Linked DNA regions of Rattus norvegicus: region 2 is linked to region 1. Evidence: chromatin contacts called from public Hi-C data. All regions are on one chromosome and are shown on one strand. Each heading gives the region's core, a stretch centred on a gene start, on an enhancer-like site or on the middle of the called end of the contact. The rest is flanking DNA. Distances are from core to core; before and after follow the strand shown. Region 1 has its middle 13 kb from the start of Prkx. Region 2 holds the start of Pnpla4 (patatin like phospholipase domain containing 4).

Region 1 (4,669 bases), core at 1,236-3,735:
GAGGAGTAGAGGATTTTCTCACCATCCTCAGGGCACGGCAAAACTGGTTTTGCTTCTGTCATTTTGTGGGCTACTACCATTGAGATTCATTCCCTTTCTAGCCCCCATACATACTGTAGGGCAATGGGTTCTCAGAGAGTCTAAATAAATACAATCAGAATTCAGATTTCAATCTGACATTGTGTATTTTATCTGACTACAGGCTTTCCTGCCGCCCTTTCTTCTCTGGGAGTGTAGAGGAAAGCAATAAAGAAGCCTTAGGCTGCTCTTATCTCATGACACCTTTTACAACCCCCCCCCCAACCCCGGCTTGTTTTGTGTTGCTGGAAAGAAGAAACTAAAGGATAATTTGTGACTGGAGATGTGGCTCAAAGGATAAGAGGACCTGGGCTCACTGGCTCAGAAAGCACTCAACTCACTGTTGTTGTCTTTTAAATTTAATTTATTGGTTTTTCAAGAAAGAGTTTTCCTGTGTAGCTCTGGCTGTCCTGGAACTCCCTCTGTAGACCAGGCTGGCCTTGAACTCAGATATTCACCTGCCTCTGCCTCCCAAGTATAACCTGCTATTTTAAAAAAAGTATTTATTTATTTATTTATTTTATATGAGTACATTGTAGCTGTCTTCAGACACACCATAAGAGGGCATGAGATCCCATTACAGAGGGTTGACTCCCCACGTGGTTGCTGGGAATTGAACTCAATTCCTCTGGAAGATCAGTGTTCTTAAGCACTGAGCCATCTCTCCAGCCCTAATCTGCTGGTTTTAAAGGTATGTACCACTACTGCCCAGATGATTGCCTTTAATTTAATTTAAAATTTTAGTTCTTTTAGCTTTTTATTTATGTTTATATGTTTACTTCCTTTCTCCTTTCACACTGACTGACCCTCCTAGTAGCTTTGGGTATATTTCAATGACCTGTGCTGGCCGTCCAGCTATGCCTTCAACTGTCTGAACTTTGCACCAAACCTACCAAAGAAATTAGAATTTTTTCAGGAAGAAAGCATAAAGGCCTCTGGGGTCAGCCACATGGAGATGCCGTAGGAAGATACTGCACATTGAATGAAATGATAGCATGACTGCTTCCAGGTATAGCTGAGGAGAACAGTCAGAGGCTTCTGGAATAGTCCAGAGCAGGGAGAGAAAGTAGTGGACTAAACATGGACAGTGTTGGTATTCTGTCTAAGCTCCACCCCCACAGCTACCTGGGACCAGCCAGGTATGCTCCAACACACAGTTGCCTGGCAATAGCCAGCTGTGCCTGACATATATAAGGAGCTGCTTGCCCCCTCCTCATTCTCTTTGTTCTTCTCTTCTCTGCTCTCTTCCCCTTTGTTCCTGTCTCTTCTCTCCCCACACCCCCTTCTACCCACGTGCCCATGGCCGGCTTCCTTCACTTCTCCTCTTTTCTACTCTTCTTCTCTCATTAAACCTTTCCATGCGGAACCATGTTGGCCTGGTGTACTTTGTCCTGGTGCAGGCCGAGATTTCTACCCCAACAGACAGTAGCTGAACCCGGCCATGAGAGGACAGGGGTGGAGGGGGTGAGGAGAGTGAGAGAAGAAGAGAAGAGAGAGGGAGCAAAGGAGACTGAGAGGATCAAGAAGACACATGGCATAAATGGCTGTACTATATAGGTAAGAGATGCTGGGGGAAGGGAAGCAAAGCCCCTGGGCTGGCTTGGTTTAAGGTATGGGGCTGGATGAGAATAGTAGAGGGGAATCACAGGTCCTGAGTGAGTCTAGAGGTCATCATGTGCTTTGGTATGCTAATAAGCACCTTAGGCATTTTTCCTTGGTTTCATTTAGAATTGACACACACATATACTTCTGCTAACTTTTCAGGTCTCCTTGCGGACCAGACAGTGCTGCCTTGCCCGGGCTTGTTTCTAAGTGTGTAGGTTTTGCATTAAATCCAACATCCCCCATTGGTCCCCAAAGCCTCAAATACTGACTATGGGGAATCTCTAGCCTTATTTGTGCATCTTAGTGTGGCATAAAATTTGCATATAATTTGTGGCCCCTCCTTACAGTACCACTAGCGGCCAGAAGAGGGAGACTGACATGCACACCCTAAGCTCCTGTAAGTGAAAAGAGTGAAACTTAGTACTTTACAAACGGGCCAGAACAGAGCAGGAACGGGAGGTGGGATGAGGCCTGGCTCGGCAGGCTTGGGCACAGAACCCGTGGGGGTGATGACGCTGTGTTACCTAATTGGTGGTAGTTTCCAGCCAAATCACTACACTTCCCAGCATCCCTTGCGCCAAGATCGGCATGTAAGGTGGGACAACAGGGCGGCAGTAGGTTCGCCCTGTTAGGGCCTCATCCGGGCTTTCTCTTCAGATATATTGGCTATCGCCACACATGTCTGACAAAGCACGACCTACTTGGATGAGTATGGTTTCCTTTGAGGCCATATCTCTCCCCTTTCTCACAGAAGGGCCCTGTTGCCGCCCCATAAGTCCCTCCTTCCGGAAGTGATTGGACTGGCTGCAGGGTCTTCTGGGAATTGTATTCTTTTAGCAGGAAATTACGAGATCTGAGCTCTCACTACGTGTTGCTTTACGACTATTTAGTTGACATTTAATAATATTTTTTCATTAATGGCTACAACTTAATAACCTATACAGGGACGCAATGTGTATCGATTAAATGAGATTAGGATTTTTACCACGAATAAAATATATCATTTTTACCTTCTGCGTTTTTTACCAGAGGGAAAAACATTGATTTTATTTAATTTCATGTCACATTAATAAATATTAAAAATAATTTTTAAAAGACACGGGACACAGGATCCCTCAGTCACGTGATGATGAAACCTCACAGATTTTCAATATTCTTTCACTTCAGTATTCCTTTGAAAAGATATCTTCAAAAAAATCAAAGCAGGAAATCTGAAACACTTTCATATCCATCTAACTTCAAATGTGTGGACAACAACTCTTAATTATATTCCTACTATGATCATCTGAATAACCAGGGGCATACGCACAATGCAACTTTCCTGATTAAATCTTAGTTCTGAAAAAATACATTCATTAAAGAGTTTAGGTTTGACTTTTTTGGTTTGTTTTGATTTTTGGATGCTCCCCATTAGGAATATATAGCACAACAGTGCCGCCAGACAGTGGGACTGAATGCACAAAGCCCTGAGTTCTACCCATACTTAGCATCACAAAAAAGTGGCCAAGTTTTGACTGATAAAATTTATATTAGAAAATCTTTAGAGACTTTAGTCTAGACATTTAATTTGGACCTCCAATCTAGACATTTAAAGATTTTTTTTTTTTTTTGCTTAATCAAAAACAACACAGTACCGGCAGTGGTGGAGCTCGCCTTTGATCCCAGCACTGGGGAAAAAGTGGCTGTCGAGACTCAATGCCCCAGTGTAGGGGAATGTCAGGGTCGAGAGGTGGGTGGGTGGGGGAGTACTCTCATAGAAGCAGGGGGAGATAGTGGGTTACTGGAGGGGAAACCGGGAAAAGGGATAACATTTGAAATGTAAATAAAAAATGTTCAAAAAAAGAAAAAAAAGAAAAGAAGCAGCAGGTGTATCTTTGTGAGTTCGAGGCTAGCCTAGTCTACAGAGGGAGTTCTAGGACAGTCAAGACTGTTAGACAAAGATATCCTGTCTCAAAAAAACCAACAAAAACCCCCTCCCTCCGCCTGCCTGCCTCACTCAATAAATAATAATTTGTGCCTAGCTAGCTGCATTGCAAGGCATGGTCGCAAGGTGGCGATGCTCGATTGCCTTGGTATAACAGCGCCCTTCCGGAAACTAGGATTTTTGGCAAATCCATCCTTATGATCTGGTATGAAGGCTAATAATACCCCTGAGAGGTTTCTGCCTGCCAGCTGTCTGCAGAGTCAATCACGGATAGTAAGTTTTCACAGCTGAGGTGGGAAAACTGCAACATTATCTCGGGATTTTCTTCTAAATCCAGATAGAAATGCCTGTGTCATTTGCATATGTTCTCATTCAATTAAAATATTGATTACATGCAAGTTTTTTTCCTTCCAAACTGAAACGGTGATGGATGTTAGTTGTAAAAAATATGTATAATTAAAAAATTAACGAGATACTAAGCATAATAAACAAATTCAGGAAACTGGCTGGGTATAAAATTAACTCAAACAAATCAGTAGCCTTCCTCTACTCAAAGATAAACAGGCTGAGAAAGAAATTAGGCAAATGACACCCTTCACAATAGTCCCAAATAACATAAAATACCTTGGTGTGACTCTAACCAAGCAAGTAAAGATCTGTATGACAAGAACTTCAAGTCTCTGAAGAAAGAAACTGAAGATCTCAGAAGATGGAAAGACCTCCCATGCTCATGGATTGACAGGATTAATATAGTAAAAATGGCCATTTTGCCAAAAGCAATCTACAGATTCAATGCAATCCCCATCAAAATTCCAACTCAATTCTTCATAGAATTAAAAATAGCAGTTTGCAAATTCATTTGGAATAAAAATACCAGGATAGCAAAAACTATCCTCAACAATAAAAGAACTTCTGGGGTAATGACCGTCCCTGACCTCAAGCAGTATTACAGAGCAGTAGTTATAAAAACTGTATGGTATTGACCCAGAGACAGGCAGGTTGATCAGTGGAATAGAATTGAAGACCCAGAAACGAACCCGCACACTTATGGTCACTTCATCT
Region 2 (4,685 bases), core at 2,163-4,662, 450 kb after region 1:
AGATCGCCTCCATCATCCCCCTGCTTGGTGGGAACAGCGCCTGCTGCACACGCACCAGGTTAGCCATGGACACCTGCGGGTGGAAATAGGACATGCTAGCTGGGAATCATATGAAGACAGAGCAAAGGACTTGGGCAGACACCAAGGGTCAATACCCCTGCCTCAGCCACCCAAGTGCTGGAACTAAAGGCCTGCACAAACGTGTCATGTATGTTATGTACATTTATGATTCATGTATGTACTGTGTGTGTTCACGTGACATGTATATTACACACATATTTAATAACATATAAGACATACATATCACATACACATGTAAATCTTCATATATGATATGTGTGTGCTCACATGAGTCCACGTCTATGTGTGTATGGTATTTTTATTTGTGGATCCAAGGAAATCTGGTAGCATAGTCCACCTGGAGCTTAAAGCATGGGTAGCAAGAACTACACACAACTATAATGTGTACATACATGTCACTGTAAACATTACACATACAGTACACACACAGTGTTGTTATATAGTACGTATCTACATATGATGCAAATTACATACCCAAATGTAATCGGCCATGTCAAACACACAATACATATATAATAAAACACACATAATGCTTGTATGACATCCTATGTGGCATGCATACGTGGGTCACACTGACTGTGCCAGACCCATGTACACTGCACCCAACAAGCACACCATGACTCACCATGACATCCTGCTTGGCGACTCTCACATATATGCCAGGCCACCCCAAGTCCCGTGGCGACACATCTGCCCGTCCGCTGAAGGGTGAAAAGGTCACGGTGCGTCCCGTGGGCAGCACAGGCAGGCTGTTGGTCAGGCCACCATCCACACAGAGCTGTCCAGAATGGCAAATGCAAGCATTCATGTCACACATGTGTTGCATCCCATGTTCATGCCTGTGCCATCTGCATGGCTCCTACACATTGCCCACATTACCTGCCCTGCACAATCCATGGGCTTGAGTCCTGCGTAGAAGGGTATGAAGCAGCTGGCCAGGAGAACCTTTGTGTATGAGAACACGGGAGAGCTCAGGGGCACAGGGTCAAAGGTACCCAATCATATCATATACATGTCATTGACACACCAACCACATATCATGCACATGTTCTATGGCCATCATCCACATACCATTCCCATGTTATGAACAGGTTATTTACATGTCAACCACATATCATGCATGTGTTATGTGTACACACGGATGACCCATGTGTCATCTTGTGGTTTCACATTACACACGAAAGTGACAGATAACCACTGTCATGCCTGATGACAAAGGAGGCCTTGGAAAGTAGGGGGAGATGATCTGTGTGCAGAGTCCTGTGAACATGATTGAGCTGTGTACGGACCATGAAAATGCCAAGTAGTGTGACCACACACCTAACACGTGAACATACCCCTGAGCCACCAAGCCAGCTGACCCCACCTGTGATGCCCTGAGCTATGTGAACGTGCCCTTACCGTGATGAGGTTGTCCCTGCATGTGAAGTTGGACACCAGGTAGTTCTGTCCAACTGCGCTGGTTACTGACACATGAAGCCGTTCCCGTGCCAGCTCATGGGCGTGCTGGGGAAGAATCTCGTCAATGCCACCCCTGTACGCATGAGGACATGTGAGGACACACGAACATATGGACACATGACACATCCATGTGAGAAAATGGATTCACAAGCACACGGACACACGAGGACACATGAGCCCATGGGCACTTGAGGACATAACCATGGGAGGACACAGGGTCAAACACCTCGCACTCCTATGTTGAGCTCTAGCCAGGACATGCGTGAGGTCACACCCACCTCAGCTCTAGCCAGGACATGCGTGAGGTCACACCCACCTCAGCCGGGCCATGAAATCATATCCAGGTGTCAAGGGCCCCAGTGCCTGCATTCTGACCTCCTCCGCAAAGGCAAATGTGAACCTGGTACATGCCTGTGGGGGAGAGTCACACCGCCATGTACCATGTATGTTACAGATGTCATACGAAGGTATGTACTATGTGCTTGTTCTATAAGGTATCTGTGTTGGGTGTCATATATGATACCCTCTATTACATGCACTACACGTTTAAGTACATATTAACCACATGTCATAACATACATTACTATATGCTATCTCAGTAAATGTAAACATGTATCATAACCTACTATGTGTGATTATATACATTTCACTACATGTATGTATACAGTGCAATGTACCACATGTCATAACGTACATGTTATTACATGCTATCTCATGTTCTGCAGACAAAACTGATCATTTCATATGAGGTGCACTTAGCAGTGCAGCACAACATGTAATGATGTAATGTCAGACATCATAATCAGATGAGAGTACAGAGACATGATGTACCTGCATGTTATCATACTTGACATTATGCATCACATGAAATGTAACATATTCAGAGTATGCATCAAACTGCACATACTGTACTGCATATGTTACACGTATGTTGTATGTACACCATGCTACATATTTCATGTATCACATGTGTGTCCCACACACATCACACATGCACAAGTAACACTGTGTGCACGTCCCACAACACAACAACCCCACCCCCCTCACCTCTATCCTCTCTGGTGCTGTCAGCAGCAGTGTGGCCACCAGTGCCCCTGCTGAGGCCCCTGCAAAGCCTGTGACATTGCATAGCAAGCCCCGCCCGCGTTTGCTCAGTACAGTCGCTGCCCCCAGGTGGTAAATACCCAGAAATCCGCAGGATGAGAAAGAGAGGTGGACTTGCTTCATGGTAGTGGCTAGGATAGAAATACATACGTGTAGTGTATTTAGTACATACGTTCATATGTGTTCACACTTGGTACATCCATGTTCTGTGACTGATAGCTAGTGACTGAATGACTGGGAGTTGTGATTGATAGCTGTCTCCCCCACAGGTCCATCCGTTAGTCCCGCCCCTCGGCCTAGGGACGTCCAGTCCTCCATTCCAGGCCCCGCCCCCCGCCCCGCTCCCGCCCCCGCCCTGCTGCAGCCTGGCCACAGTACTTTTGTGGGGACAGCACTTCCAGCCAATCCCTAGAAGACGGCGTCACAGGCAGATGTCACTCTGGGCGGCTGAGCCAATCGCGATGCGGCGGGGTCCAGCCTAGGCGGTGCCTGTGGTTGCGACTTCACCCAATGTGGTAGCGCAGAGCGACTCCTTCACTAGGGAAGCCCAGGGTAGATTCTGGGATTCTGAACAAGCACCGCCCGCACGGTCGGTTTAGTCCTTATGACATCATCGCTCCGCGTCGGCATCTCTGCCTCCCACCCTGCTCCTCTCCCCCACTGAAGACACCGTTCTGAAACGTCACCGCCCCGCAATGGTTGGACGCAGTACTTGTTACCTGCAAGTAACATCTTCTGATGTCATCGTTCTGCGCCTTCGTGTTTCAGGGCTTTAGGAGCAGCGCTGACGTGCGGACGAAAATGAGCACCGTTTTAAGTGTACGATTATAAAGCCGCGCGGCTTTATGACGTCATCGCCGCGCGCCCCTCCTGGCCCCTTCCGGGCAGACAACACACCTCGGCTTCACAGATAGATCACAGTTCCGGTGTTCTGTCAAAGCGCGCGGCTTATGAGGTCATAATCCGGCGGCCCTCTCCTTCCTTTCCCGGAGGTCAGCGTGCAGGTGCCTCGGTCCTGAAATGAGCGCTGTTTCAAACATTTCAAACTAAGTGTTGCGCAACGTAGATTTAAGACATCATCATCCGGTGACCCATCTACTTCCCTCCCGGCAGGCACTGCGCCGACAGGTTTCGGAAACTAACACTGTTTCAAGTTTAGTCCGCGGGGCTTTCAGAAGTCATATTCTTGCGCCCCTCCCGTTCTCTTTTAGGCAGGCTGTGGACCACCGCAGCTGTAAAAAGAGCTCTGTTTCAAGTTTGGCTTCTTACCCAGTTCCCTTTCTTAATAAACATCTAATGACCTTTGTTTCTCCTTCTGAATGAGACTCCCACTTCCTCCCTTGGGCCCACCTTATCCTCTTGGATTTGTTAACCCCACCCCACCCCCCACACCCGCTTTCCGGTGTACTTTTAAATTGCTAGTATGAGAGTTCGTTAACTTTTTTTATAATGAAGGTTCTTAGTCCTCTAAACTTTCTTCTTAGTGTGGGATAAACACAGTCAGATGCCCTGTGTTCCAACCCCTCCAAGAAGCCATGCCTCTCAGTGGAACAGAAGCAGACCCACAACAGGGTCTTAATTTAACTTTAGTAAGTAGAATCTATTAATAAAATTGTTCATTCATTTAGATTTTCTGACTTTGTGGAGTATAGATTTATGAAGTAAAACCTAAAGATTCTTTGTATTTCCTAAAAATCTGTTGTCCCCATTTACATTTGTGATTTTATTAAATTAGATATTGTCTCTCTACCTTTTAGTATCCTGTATGTGTGTTTTACTGTAGCTAGACTAGGTACCTCTATTTCAGAAGAAGTAAAAAATTGACAACTCACAGACATATAAGTGTATTTTTGAGAGATTAAATAAGCATATATTGAGGAGTGATGTGTTTTTGGTAAGGTGGGGCAAAGGGAATTGTCATGGACTGTTAGAGACCATGAGATAATAATGGTTGCCTAGCCAACAGCAGTGAAAATTTTCAGGGCTAATAACAAGGCGGGAAGGTGGGAAGGCAGGGTATCTTTGTGTATTTTATTATG

Evidence for each region. A called contact is a pair of places that touch in the nucleus more often than the background predicts.
Region 2: a Hi-C map of liver shows a contact between it and region 1, with 9 times the contacts expected there. The contact joins the promoter of Pnpla4 here to the enhancer-like site in region 1. A contact is called at or near these places in 2 of 12 Hi-C or Micro-C datasets (frontal cortex and liver) and 1 of 1 datasets of contacts at active chromatin or transcription factors (oligodendrocytes).

The regions. Positions count from the first base shown.
Region 1 is chrX:45,756,231-45,760,899 of GRCr8, forward strand. No RefSeq gene overlaps it. Among named protein-coding and RNA genes, the nearest start is that of Prkx, 13 kb to the left of the region's middle. Within about 2 kb of position 2,486, at least 91 of the 93 cell types and tissues checked have an H3K27ac peak or open chromatin away from gene starts, as enhancers often do. A contact at or near this core is called in liver, where this site is marked.
Region 2 is chrX:46,201,617-46,206,301 of GRCr8, forward strand. Pnpla4 (patatin like phospholipase domain containing 4) reads right to left here and starts at 3,413. Exons shown (of 8, transcript NM_001401181.1): 1 at 3,366-3,413; 2 at 3,025-3,183; 3 at 2,590-2,777; 4 at 1,859-1,953; 5 at 1,483-1,615; 6 at 961-1,026; 7 at 707-859; 8 at 1-73. The coding sequence starts at 2,769.